Regions from separate parts of the Drosophila melanogaster genome. Here region 2 is linked to region 1. The links are chromatin contacts, called in public targeted proximity ligation maps. All regions are on one chromosome and are shown on one strand. The core of a region is the stretch at or near the end of the contact, and the rest is flanking DNA. Distances in the headings are between cores, read along the strand shown.

Region 1 (6,131 bases), core at 1,769-4,268:
AGCGAGAAGCTTTGATTTTTATGTTTCCTTCCAACGCCAACAATTTGCCAGCAAAAGAGAGAATTTATTGCGGGGGCTCTGCTGCGGAGGCTAAGATCTTATTTTAAATGTTTAGCGCCATCGTTTTTATGGCATAATTCTGGCCGTTTGTAGTTTGTCCTTTGTGGAAATTTGCATAAAAATTGCCAGATTCGCAATTCGAAGGGGCAAGTGTCGAGTGCTCTATCTCCCCCTCATCAGCCAGCTTATGAATATTTCTGTCAAGTGTCAAATGATATTAGATCCCCGAAAAAAAAATCCCTGCATAAATTAGCCACTTGGGTGGGAGGCTTGTCTTGGTCAATTTCGAAACAAGCTGATTGTCCTTTCATGAAGTGTTGATCTGGGGCTGATGTGCACGAGATGGGGATGCTTACTGCCACATTTCATATTATAAAATGACTTACTAAACTTTTGCCGTTTCTTGTCTCGTTTCAGGATAAATCTGGTCGCTTCTAATCTAACATACATACATACAATACATATACATAGATATATAACTACAATTATATAGTTATGCATTACACATAGAAACGAAGCATACAAATAATACCAATTAATCACCAATAATTAGATGCTACAATTTGTGAAATTCTCTGAGTGGCAGAGAGCTGAGAAAACATCTTTGGCCACCAATGAAGGGAAATTTGAATTGAATTGAAAACACGGTTTAGTTATTAGGTTCAACTTTGTACATATTAATTTTAATAACCTTGACGTAATGAAACCCACAAATAATAATAATACTTCTAATGATAATAAACAACAAGAAACAGCGTAAAACGTAAACTAAATGTTCGACAACTAAATGGAAAAATATTTGCTAGCCAGCAGTCATCGAGGAAAATAGAAACAAGAAAATGGCAACAGAAAATATAAATGAAAAACATAAGAAATTAGCACAATTATGTAATAATTAATGCTTAATTAATGTATTTAATTGAAGGTCTAATTGTAATTGTATATTTTTTTCTATAAAGAGCAAAGAAAACCCTTAAAGAAGAATACAACTTGTGTAAAAATTATGCTTAAGATTCGCAATGATATACGTAATAAATTCTCCGATTAGTTAGCACACATCAAATCAGCTCGGCTTTAAAAATAAAACCCTTTGTTACATAATTATGCCAACATCCATATGTAGATCGTAGACCTATAACAAAGATTTGAGTGTAATACAATTAATTTCATATATTATTAGTAAATGTAAATGTTGATAGGCAAAAGAAAAAAACAAAATTATAACAGAATAGCCACAAAACTCAAAAACCCAGCAGAACTAAAAGCATAAAGTAATAAGCAAATAAATGCGCATCATTGTGTACTATTATGGGCTAAATGTTAATTATTAACTAGATTGTACAATTCAAATGTAGTTCATACTATTTAAAATGCAAAAACGGAGTGAAGATGAATAAACTGATGATTCAATATAAGAATTAAGAACTTAATCTTTGAATCAGGGCTTATACGGGCTGTTGAAAGAAAAAATTCTGGTCCTTTGCGGGATTCGAACACACATCCTCTGGCCCGTTAATTAAGCTTTCTAATAAAGCCACGATTTATCCAGTTGATCCACAATAAAGGAAGACTCCATCGCGTAAAGTTCCTTACTTAGACCGGATGTGGCGCGAGTGCAGAAGAATGTGGATGGGAAGAACGAAGAATTCAAGACCGAGATAGCAAGTCGTATACATTGAAAGTACCCAATGCAAGTGACTATAATTCTCAAGTGCATTTTCTGCGGCAGGACGCTTAAATAGGCGCATTTTTGGGGTCCCCTCCCGCGCTATCATAAAGAGACTATCGTTGACCTTGCCCCTTGATACAAGCCACAAAGATACACATATATATAAAAGCTTTATCATTGTTGTTGCTCCGTTAGCATACAAATATAAAAACTTTTATACAAGCAAAAATATTACAAGTAATTAATTTGAGCGGTTTTAAGCTCCACTCCCACACAATATTATTCCCCTTCAATATGAAGGCGAAATCAACTCTGCGAACCCAGCTCAAAAGCTTACTCCCAAATAAACGGCTCAAGCGATCTCCTCCTTTACGAGTTGAACTTGTAGAACCCATGGATGTGGGTAATGACGATTTATGATTATGATGATGATCCACCAATTGAGCCCATGGATATTGAATATGAGCCACAACCGCAAAGTATTCAAATCCAATCGAATCCACAGCCTCGACATCATATCGAAATTGCTGTGTCAGTATCGATTGTGACGCATGATTTATAATATCGCAGTGTTATCAAAGATAAATTTTCTTTTGCTCGGCACTATGTCTTTTTTTAGAATAACTTAGCATTTAATATCTTATAATTTAAAGACTTTTTATATTTGTTTCCCTTACACGCTTAAGTTTTTAGACAATATTTTTATATGTCAAATTTTTTCCGTGGCGACACCTAGCGACGTAGACGGGACTTAAGACGTATAAAGAATGTAACATGTCAATGAAAAATAGCTCCACCTAGCGGTGAATACCTGCAACATATTTGAATGCACTGAAAAATTACTTTATATAATAGAAAACAAAGCAAATACGTATTTTAACATTTGTTTAGGAGTTTGTATGTTTGCAAGAACCATCAAAACCAAAATTATTGTAATTTTTCAATAGGAAATAATCGTTATAGTTTTGACTTCCGAGTTAAACGAATCGACACTTCCCCAATATTTACCACTTCCAGCTCGTTCCGTATGCGAAGTGTCAACAAAGATGCAAAGCGCAGTTAGTATTTCCTAACTAATAGTACGAGTTTCCTTTACTTTCCTCTCGATTTTAGCTGAGAGCAGCAACTGATTGAACGTTGACCGCCCGAAGCACTACAGCTCTATGCCTACTCCACAAAAGGCCGGAAACTTTCAATTCTGCAGCATTGTGTAAAGTTTTTCAGGCCAGACAAACCGGCCAGTTCAGTGGGATTTTTTTATCTATTTGAGCGCAGCTTTCGGTTTCGATATCTGTCAGTTTCATTTCAAGCTCCAAACGTTGCAGTTGCGCGTTAAAACACTTATTCAAAATCAAACAAAAAAAAGTTTTAAGTAAGAAAGGATTAAAATCTAATCTGCCATTCGCATTTATAATTTTCATACAAATTAATACAAATCAGTTCAAAAAGACGTGACTTTTTGCCTATCAAATCTGTTTTTATTGTAAAAGATCACCTTTATATCATTTGCATTCAGCAAAAGGCAACTATTAACATTTATTTGCTTGTGTGTTCTAAACTCTCAATACTTATTTATATGTGTAGTCTCATTTCCGTAAAGTACTGGATTTCGATTTTGATTTCAATTCGTTTTGTTGTGTTCTCGGTTTCGTTGGCTCGACTTTCTAAATGCTAATTGAAATGAACTTAAAAGTGGGCGCGTCACACTCAACAAGTCATCAACTTCCTGGATAGCATGAACAAAGGGTATTGCGTTGATAATTCTTAAACAGTTTAACTAAACTGAAGCGTTTACTCACAAGTCGTAAGTGAGGTGCCTTGCATATCAAATGAGACAACATTTTCGGTTTAGCGATCTACTGACAGGGCTTAAATGAGTGTGATATCATATCACAAGTCGATCTCAGACAGTATACGTTTGTTATATGGCATCAGGTTGTCTATATGTGTGTGTTCATATGAATGCAATTTGCATTTTAAGCACCCTTGTTTGTTTGAGCCACACAAAAATGATTTGCAAAACTTTTTATGGTCTCCAGACTTCGCGGTTACTTGATCATTTGGCCTAAAGCAGGCAGAGTCAATTCGCACCTTTGTTGGCCTCTGGCTAAAAATGGTCAAATCTAAGGTCGAAATTGTGTGAGAAATGAGTGATTATACTGCTGGCTCTAAGTGTCTAGTATTTATTCTTAGAAAATATTGTAATGATGTGGAATCAAAAGATGGTTCACATTCGTTTAGATTCATAAAAATCAAGTTTTCCTTTCGCTTCAGGTTCTGTTAATAGACCTCTCATTACAGCGAGTATATAACAGGTTTTACTTTTCTTCTAAGGTCTAGAGGTAAATAAAAACATTGACGCGTAAACAGTAAATGGATATGGCCTATAAACGTTAATAGTCTTCATTTCTTAATGTAATTAAGCGCTTAGCACGCCGGACAGGCGAAGAAAATGGGCGATACTCAATTAGGCCCGTGATTCAGCAGCAGTCGGCGTTGATTTTATACATATATATAAAATGAGCATGCGATGAGATCGGTGGCTCAGTTGCTGATCGTCGTTCGTAGCTTAAAGTACTAGCTTCCAAGAGCTACGCGCGGAAAATCTGGAAGCTAACCACTTGAAATTGACAGCAATTGCGAGGAAAAGTGGTAAATTGGCGTACATCTAGAGGGGTTTTCCAGAATGATTGACTCTAATAAGGGAGCAAACAGAACTTCTCGTAGTCAAAACAAAATTAAGTGCTTCTATTTATAAATATTAAATCCATTACAAGTGCAAGCTAAGATTTGTATCTCGTACAAAAGTCGCCTTGTGCTGTCCCAGTTGTAATTGCCGACTTAACGTTGTTTTGTGATTTTCGTGAGATGATTTGCATTCAAGGCCGATCTTTCGTATTTTATTTTTTTTTGCTCCAACTGGCCCAACTGCAACCGGTTTTTGGCCATTACCACTCGAGTGTGTTATCAAACAGGCCAAAGCTCTTGAACTCGGCCGGCCCGGTTCGAATTTAGTTGACCAGCAATTAGCGACCTCTCGTTAAATTCGTCTTACTTTTCTTACAATTAGCCACAACAACATCATCAGAATGAAGCTGAGCTTAGGATTATTTGTGATCTTCGCCGCTTTGATCGGCTTCACGTCGTCCACGGATGTGAGTCAGTGCCCGAAATGTAAGTAAAAACTAGATAAATTTAAAATTTAAAGTAAACAGCACAATTAAAATGTCGATGAACTATAATAAAATAGGCCACACTCTTGCCTTAATTAACTTGAAGCTTTGAAAGTGAATAGATGTTTAATTAGAGATTAATCTTTTTTAAGATAAGCTCTGTCGTAAATGAATAATAATAACATTTTAACGTTGTGGGTTATAAATGTACTTTGTTTATTACTTCAGCTTACTTACTATATTTTTAGGAATCCAATTTACACTTAACTAGGTATCATTTATAATTTTATGTTAATTTGATTTGAGAAGTTTTTAACTAGTTTTGTTTTTAGTCGAAACAACTCCAAATTTTGTTTTATTTATTGTTGATTCATTTTGTATAAAACCGATTTATCTTCTTTCGCTCAGCCAAATCGAAGGCCCTAGCTGCCGGTGACGTCTCCATTTCCAATTGCCCCAAGAGCAAGTGCATCCTGAAGCGCAACACGGAGGCCAGCATTCAGATGAAGATCCGGCCGGAGCGCGACTTCCAGGAGCTGACCTCCGACATCCAGGGCATTATCCTGGACGTGCCGCTGCCGTTCCCAGGATATTACGGCACCAGCGCCTGTCCGCACATCTACGACGAGGCTGGCGAGAAGAAGGTGGGCTGCCCACTGAAGGCCGGCCAGGTGTACACCTACAAGAACAGCTTCAAGATCCTGCCCGTCTACCCGACCGTCAGTTTGGAGATCCACTGGGGATTGGGCGATAAGCATGGGGATGCGGCCTGCTTCCAGATACCCGCCAAAATCAAGGCTTAAAATACAAATGCGGACAAGTGCACTCAATGTTAGCTTTTATTAGTGGTAATTCTTAAGATCGTATCTGCGTATCTGCATATGCTTAGTTTAGGGATTAAGTACGGTTAAGTGAACGAAAACGAAGCAGGCCATTATTGCGGCATCCAGCCAGTGACGCAATATGGCCAAAGGATTCCACTGATCGGCTCAGTAAGTCTAATAATAAAAAACCACAACGAATTCTACATGTTTAGTGCGCCTGCTCCGCGATCTCTTCTACCGACTGCGTTAATTGATTTAAATTGATTTCTTTTTTTTTTTGTTAATTGATGCCCGGCATGCAATGATCTCGCGTGTGATAAATATCGTTTTATTTCGCTTTTCCCTCTGTTCTTCTGGCTTAGCTAGCGTGTTATCTGCATAATTTCAATTTGGCAATTGGCCTCG
Region 2 (6,131 bases), core at 1,551-4,050, 200 kb after region 1:
TACACCGTATTTGCTTGTAAATCAAAACACGCAGCCAAAGGTGAAACATGAAAAATGTGCGCGCCAATAAATGTGCGAAAGGTGTCGTGGTGTGGGTGCCGCATGGATTGGTGTTGGGATGGATGGATAGAGATGGTCGGATGGATATCTGTATCTCTGTGGGCCATGAGCATTGGGCATTGAATATTGAGAGCCGACTTGGCAGCTCGCAATTTTGATGTCCAATTTGCCACGAAACATGAACTAAATACTTGTACGCGAATGTTTGTTTGCGTGTGTGGGCATCTGGTTTCGTGGTGTTTATGCTGTGTGTTGGTGGTGGTGGTAAAAGGTAACGAAACACAAGGTAAAATAAATTCAACTCAGCTGGCAGCTGCAGCCTCTCAAAACGCACTGTAAATAAAGGTGTAAATACAGCTAGCTGGTAGCAACAATGCAAACTAATAATTCGGCCACCGAAGCAAATAGAAATCACACCTACAGTGATCGCTCGCTAAGCGAAGCATTGTAGTGCTCATGTTTTAGAAAATAGATTATCTTGGAGAAGAAGAACAAATAAACAAATGACTTTTTTCGATTTTACAATAGGAATTATGTAAACAAGGATATTTTAATTTAAACCCGTTGAAAATGTCCCATCAAATGATCTTAAAATTTGTATTTGTGAGTAGACCCATCCGAATTCAAATGTGCAATGATTCTGTGAGGCGTGATCGACGAGATGCGGACGCAGTGGAGCGTGAAAATGCATTCGGATGAGCATCGGTTGGCCCGCATCGCATATTCATTCCCATTCAAGATCTCGCATTAGCTTACGGCTCAGTTGGTCGACTTTTGAAAGGCGAATTTTAATATGCGCAATTACTCATTTGGCGATTTTGCGCCTCAATGTTGTTTGGCGCGTAGTTTCCCACACACAAACACACAGGCATCGACACTAGCCGATTTGGAATTTGCCTTTTTGATGGCAAATAAAAAAATGGCGTCAACAAATACTCAAACAGCCAATGTACAAGTACATATATTTATTTTGTAATTATTCAACAGCTTCTAGGCAGCGAACGGCAGCGGCAATCGATTTAGCTCCTGCTGCTGCTGAGATCGTTTTTCATTTTATTGTATAATTTATTAAAAGTTTCAACAGCGCCAGCAACAAAACAAACAGCAATTTTAGTTATACAAACACTTTGGCCATGTGAGCCCAATAGAGAGAGAGAGAGAGAGAGAAAGAGACGGTGAGAGCGAGAGAGTGATTTGATTTAGAATGAGGCGACAACAAAAGCAATTAACTGGTCACACATTAAGTTTTATTTATCGGCGATGCTTTATTATAGCTCGCCGCTGTGTGTGTGGGTGTGTTAGCGACTGTCATTTACCGTTCGTTTTACGGGTGGTAAATAATGGAAAACGTCGTAGATGGAAACTTGCAGTAAAATCCCCCTGGCTAACAGAAAACGAATAATATTGTTTCTTATAAGAATGAAATATTTGATGGATTAACTTCAGGAGTCATATGATTATATGATAATAGATGTACTTATTTTAAGCAAAAAATATTTCGCCTCCTCTTTAAACTGTTAGTATTAGATTAAAATAAAAATATTAACTAATGAATTCGTTGTTAAGAAAGTTGTTATTAAATCAACAGGTTTTCCAGAAACAAGACTTGCTTACTAGTACTACAAAATAGAACAAAACTAAATCAAAAATGCTACCATCTGCTGCTAGTCGCACTCAACGAGGTCCCACTGTAGACATAAATCGCAGCGTGGGCCATAAACTAACAGTATTTGTTGTGCAGCCTAATTTGCATTATCGAGTGAATAATTGAACGACACTTTCCTATTCTTTCTAGCTAAAAACAACAATCTAAACTACTGACTAGAGGTCTACAAAGGTTAGTGGGGACTTTATGAATATGAAATCGACGGGATGGGATATGATAATGTGATGTGGTGTGCAATGGTGTACAGTATCTCCGGGTGCATTCCAAATCAATATCTGGCATGCTTATATATGTGCGCAAATATCCATTGATATATATTCACGGCAGACTGACTCATCGGCAGCCGGCGACGCCTTTTATCGCGGCGATCTTATAATTACCTTGCTGTCGAGCGTGTATCCAGATGCAGATTGAGATTCGATACCGTTTCAGGGGTTGTTGTTACCATTTGGCATCCTTGGTGCACGAATATAATACGAAAACGAAAATAATCCACACTTGGGACAATTTCACAACAAAACGGGACAGAAACACACGCACTCAAAACACTAGTAAACACAAAATACAGGGGTGGAGATTGCGATTTTCGTTTTTATTTTCGTTCACTTATTTCTTGGTTTTTGCTTTGGCTCTCACATTCGCCGCTCTCTCACTCTGTCGCTCTGCGCTCACAAAACAAACGCACAGGTACACGCACACACGAACCGAAATGGCCCGCTCTCTTGCTATTTCGTTCTCTCTCTCGCGCCCGCGCGTTTCGTATATACATATGTTGCTACGTATGCGCGTGTGTGTGTGTGCGGGTGTCTGTATGTATGGGTTTTACGACGATGAAAAATGCCTGCTTCTTCTTCACAGAAATCAGGTTTTCTGCTCTCGATTTTCACACTTTTTTAACAATTGAACGCCACAAATTCGATGTAATTTCATTGGCAGACACTGCATACCATATTCACACACACTATTTAGCACAGTTTATCAATTATTTTCCACATTTTCTGCGTTTTTTCGACGAGCGAAATGGAAATAGCAAAGCAAAACGACCGGACAGTGTGACCGCGCCGATAACTATAAAAAATACTGTGAGACTTACAAATAAATTCATGTGTGTGCAGACCTGGTCACACCGATATTTTAGTAGGGTGTCTCTGCTCTGCGGGGTGTGTGTCTTGGTTAAATACGGAATGTGTCTCTGCTAGTTCAAAGACAAAAGCGTATTGCTACAAAACAGTATTTTTCAAAATTTAAAACCACTTTCGGTGTAACTGCTAATTTGTTTAATTTGTGGTAATTAAAATGTTTAGAATGGAGTGTACAAAACACATTAACCTTGAATTTTTGAATATCCAATATTATCACACTTTCCGTTCAATATAATTTTTAAGTACCCTTCGGTATCTTATTGGGAAAGAAGGAAAGAAAAGAAACCGCTTCGGTAAACAATTTAAAAAACAGGAGATTTTCCTAGTCCACATTCTAAGTGGCAAATATCAATCACCTCATTGGCAATTCCATTATGCCAGTATATGAAGTTCGGATTAGTTGCGATTTCATAATGAAGCCATAATGTGCGGACACACATAAACAACTTGTCAGCTGCGTCCACTTCGCATTTGGTTCTTTGCCAAAGTTATTAACCAATTTTTTGGGAAGACACCCAAAGGCTTTATGCATTCGCAAGGCGCGATGTAAACAAATAGATTTTGGTCAACGAATCGAACGTGTCCGCTCAATTAGCACATATTTGATTCACAATGTAAATCCAACTGTTGCCGGGCGAGAAGCGTAGGGCGGTAATTCGGTGGCTTAAATCGACGTCATTTCGACGACGTTTCACCGAAGTGAACAAAAAATTCGCAGGAAATTGAATCACTGAGCGCCTGTAAATTTCTTGTTCAGTGACAAAAAATGGTAACCCACATTCAGAAGATGTTATCTCACAAAAAGGCATTGCAATTAACCTTATTAGTATAGAAAGTTCACCAAGAAGGACGTGTTAATAGTTGTGGCCTGAATTTAGTAATTACTTATGTAAATAAAAATAATAAATAACTAAATATTATCAAAATAATATAATAAAATAAAAAAAGTAATAATAATGAAACTATAATCATAACAACCATTATTGCTAGTAAATGAAATAATTCAAATGAATGCTAATAATAGGTACTAAATCAATTTCCCTGGCATTCCTTCTATTAAACACGAAAACATAAACAAATTGATCAACTCCTTGTAACTTGGACTATCAGCTATTGGCAACACGGGCAGATCGAGCTTTGTTTTTGGCAGCTGACGCATTCCGCACCTCATGGTTAGTCGGTCCGTTTAGGTGCGCAGTGATAAGGGGTATCGATAACAATATATGTATATCTAACATGGATTACCTTGTACTGTGACAGTCATTCGGCGCTTATCTGGGCCGCAAACAACACGAATTCGTTGGCCTAATCATAATGAAAGTCTTGTTTTGACAGCAGCAGCAGAAGCAGCGGGCGTATAGCCACTATCACCGGATTTCCAAAAATAGTTCTTCAACTTTTACCGCAATCTGCAATGCAAACGATGACGTCCGCGTTGGTTGGAAAATTTCCAGCTCATCGCTGAAAAAGGGATTCCTCCACAGATCGTGGGCTTATCATGCATGCTAATTAATCCTATGACGAACTCGGGAAAAAAAAAACAATAAAACCTAATAGAAAACGCGAGGAGCTTGATAATCATTGTACTTGTGCACCTGTCGCCGTCATCCAGTTATCATTTAATAATCAAGATGAGTGCCAGAAAAACAGAGAGAGCTGCTTAAATGATTATCACAAGTTTGCGGGTACATACTTACATACATACGATTATTTGCGTACAGTGTGTGCCATCTATATAATATTTTAGTTTAGATTATTAAATGCAAGCTATTGTCATGAAATCTAATAAACTTAATTTAATCAATTTAATCTAATAAAATCAACATCCAGTTAAAACATGGTTTTTGTAAGGGACACCACTGCGTATGAGTGATCTGAAGTGGGAAAGTAAATTAAGTAAAGTAAAACTCGGATGGTTCATCACACCATGCAACCACTGTGCCTGTAATATTCTCTTTCCCTGCTGGCTAGTCCAACGTGTTTGCTATCACCATTATCACTCGAATTAGGCACAATCATCTAACGAATTCGTATGGCCCCTATGGTGAGTACTTGGAAAAGTAATTCCAGGTTGGAGAAGTGAGCAGTGGAAGCAGTGGAGGCAGTAAACCAACATCCACGAATCGAATGAGTATTTGTGTGCACTTCCAGTGCGCGATAATGCCATTCTTCAATTCCAGCCGAAGAAACCGAAAGCCGAGAGCCCAGCTGAACGCCCAAAGAGAGTCTTCTGGAAGAGAGTCTACCTCGCCGGCGGCGGAGAATCGTCGCTCGTCGCTTGTTCGCCAGTCATTTCAGCAGTCACTTGTTTTTGAGTGCTGCTTGGAGTTGGTCGCTCGCCTGCTGCGCTCTTAGTTGTTTTGGCTAAGTTCACTTAGTTAGTGCCTTCGTTTAGCGGCGAAAAAGCTGGAAAAAAACGTATAAAATATATCGCGTTGTCGTCGCCGTCGTCGTCGTTGCCGCTTTTGTATCTGTGTTTGTGAGTGCCGAAAAGATGAATATATAGAAATACACACAAATAAACAAAAATATTATAAAAAGAAGAGTTGCTATTAAGTGAAATATATGCACAACAATTACTTAAGTTAGAGAACGGTTACTGTCGTTGCCATGGGACAAACGTAAAGCCTCGATTGTGTGTATTTACACACTCGGTGATCTGCGCTGCTCCTCTCACTCATTTGTATTGTTTCAAAACAAAAAAACAAGGCGATGGAAAACTAGAGAAACCATAAACAAAAGCTGCTCGTTGTTGTCCCACAGAAGCAGCAACAATCAAATTAATAACTTAAGTAACAGCATCAACACGAACGACGGCAGTTGGAATTATAACAAGAAAAATCCTACAAGTTAATGGATATTTTTTTCCTCTAGATAAAAAGTAACACAAAAAGTCAACTGGCAAAATATCACGAATGGCGGTACATACAAATTTCAATTTGTCGCAGCCGGAAAACAAATTCACATACAGTTCAAACTCCATAACTCGGAATTCCCAAAGACCTTCACTCTATGTCACTTTTTTGAGCTTTATTATGTTCATAAGAAGTCGGTACAAGTCATTTTAAGATATATTTTAATAAAATTTGAAACGAATATTATGAATTAGGGCCAATTAAAAGGGTAGTGTTTATTCTTAACGGAACTTGAAAAAAGACTTTTAATAGCATATTTGTTTGCACCAACTTTTTCTATAATTTTGCTGAAATTTAACTTCCTTTTCTACCGCATTATTGATTATTATATAATGTGACAATATATAA

Evidence for each region.
Region 2: a targeted proximity ligation map of the Kc167 cell line shows a contact between it and region 1, with 3 times the contacts expected there. A contact is called at or near these places in 1 of 107 Hi-C or Micro-C datasets (the D17-c3 cell line) and 2 of 7 datasets of targeted methods (both in the Kc167 cell line).

What each region holds. Positions count from the first base shown.
Region 1 is chr3R:14,086,499-14,092,629 of dm6, forward strand. It overlaps Npc2b (Niemann-Pick type C-2b), which reads left to right and starts at 3,019. Exons shown (of 3, transcript NM_142074.4): 1 at 3,019-3,101; 2 at 4,800-4,903; 3 at 5,311-5,927. The coding sequence starts at 4,819. The coding sequence ends at 5,705. It overlaps foxo (forkhead box, sub-group O), which reads left to right. Exons shown (of 11, transcript NM_206483.3): 11 at 478-1,480. CCHa1 (CCHamide-1) reads right to left here. Exons shown (of 4, transcript NM_001104314.2): 4 at 6,006-6,131.
Region 2 is chr3R:14,284,103-14,290,233 of dm6, forward strand. It overlaps trx (trithorax), which reads right to left and starts at 2,801. Exons shown (of 9, transcript NM_134282.2): 1 at 2,107-2,801. It overlaps red (red Malpighian tubules), which reads left to right and starts at 4,969. Exons shown (of 5, transcript NM_142095.4): 1 at 4,969-5,347. It overlaps lncRNA:CR45596 (long non-coding RNA:CR45596), which reads left to right and starts at 4,127. Exons shown (of 1, transcript NR_125161.1): 1 at 4,127-4,563.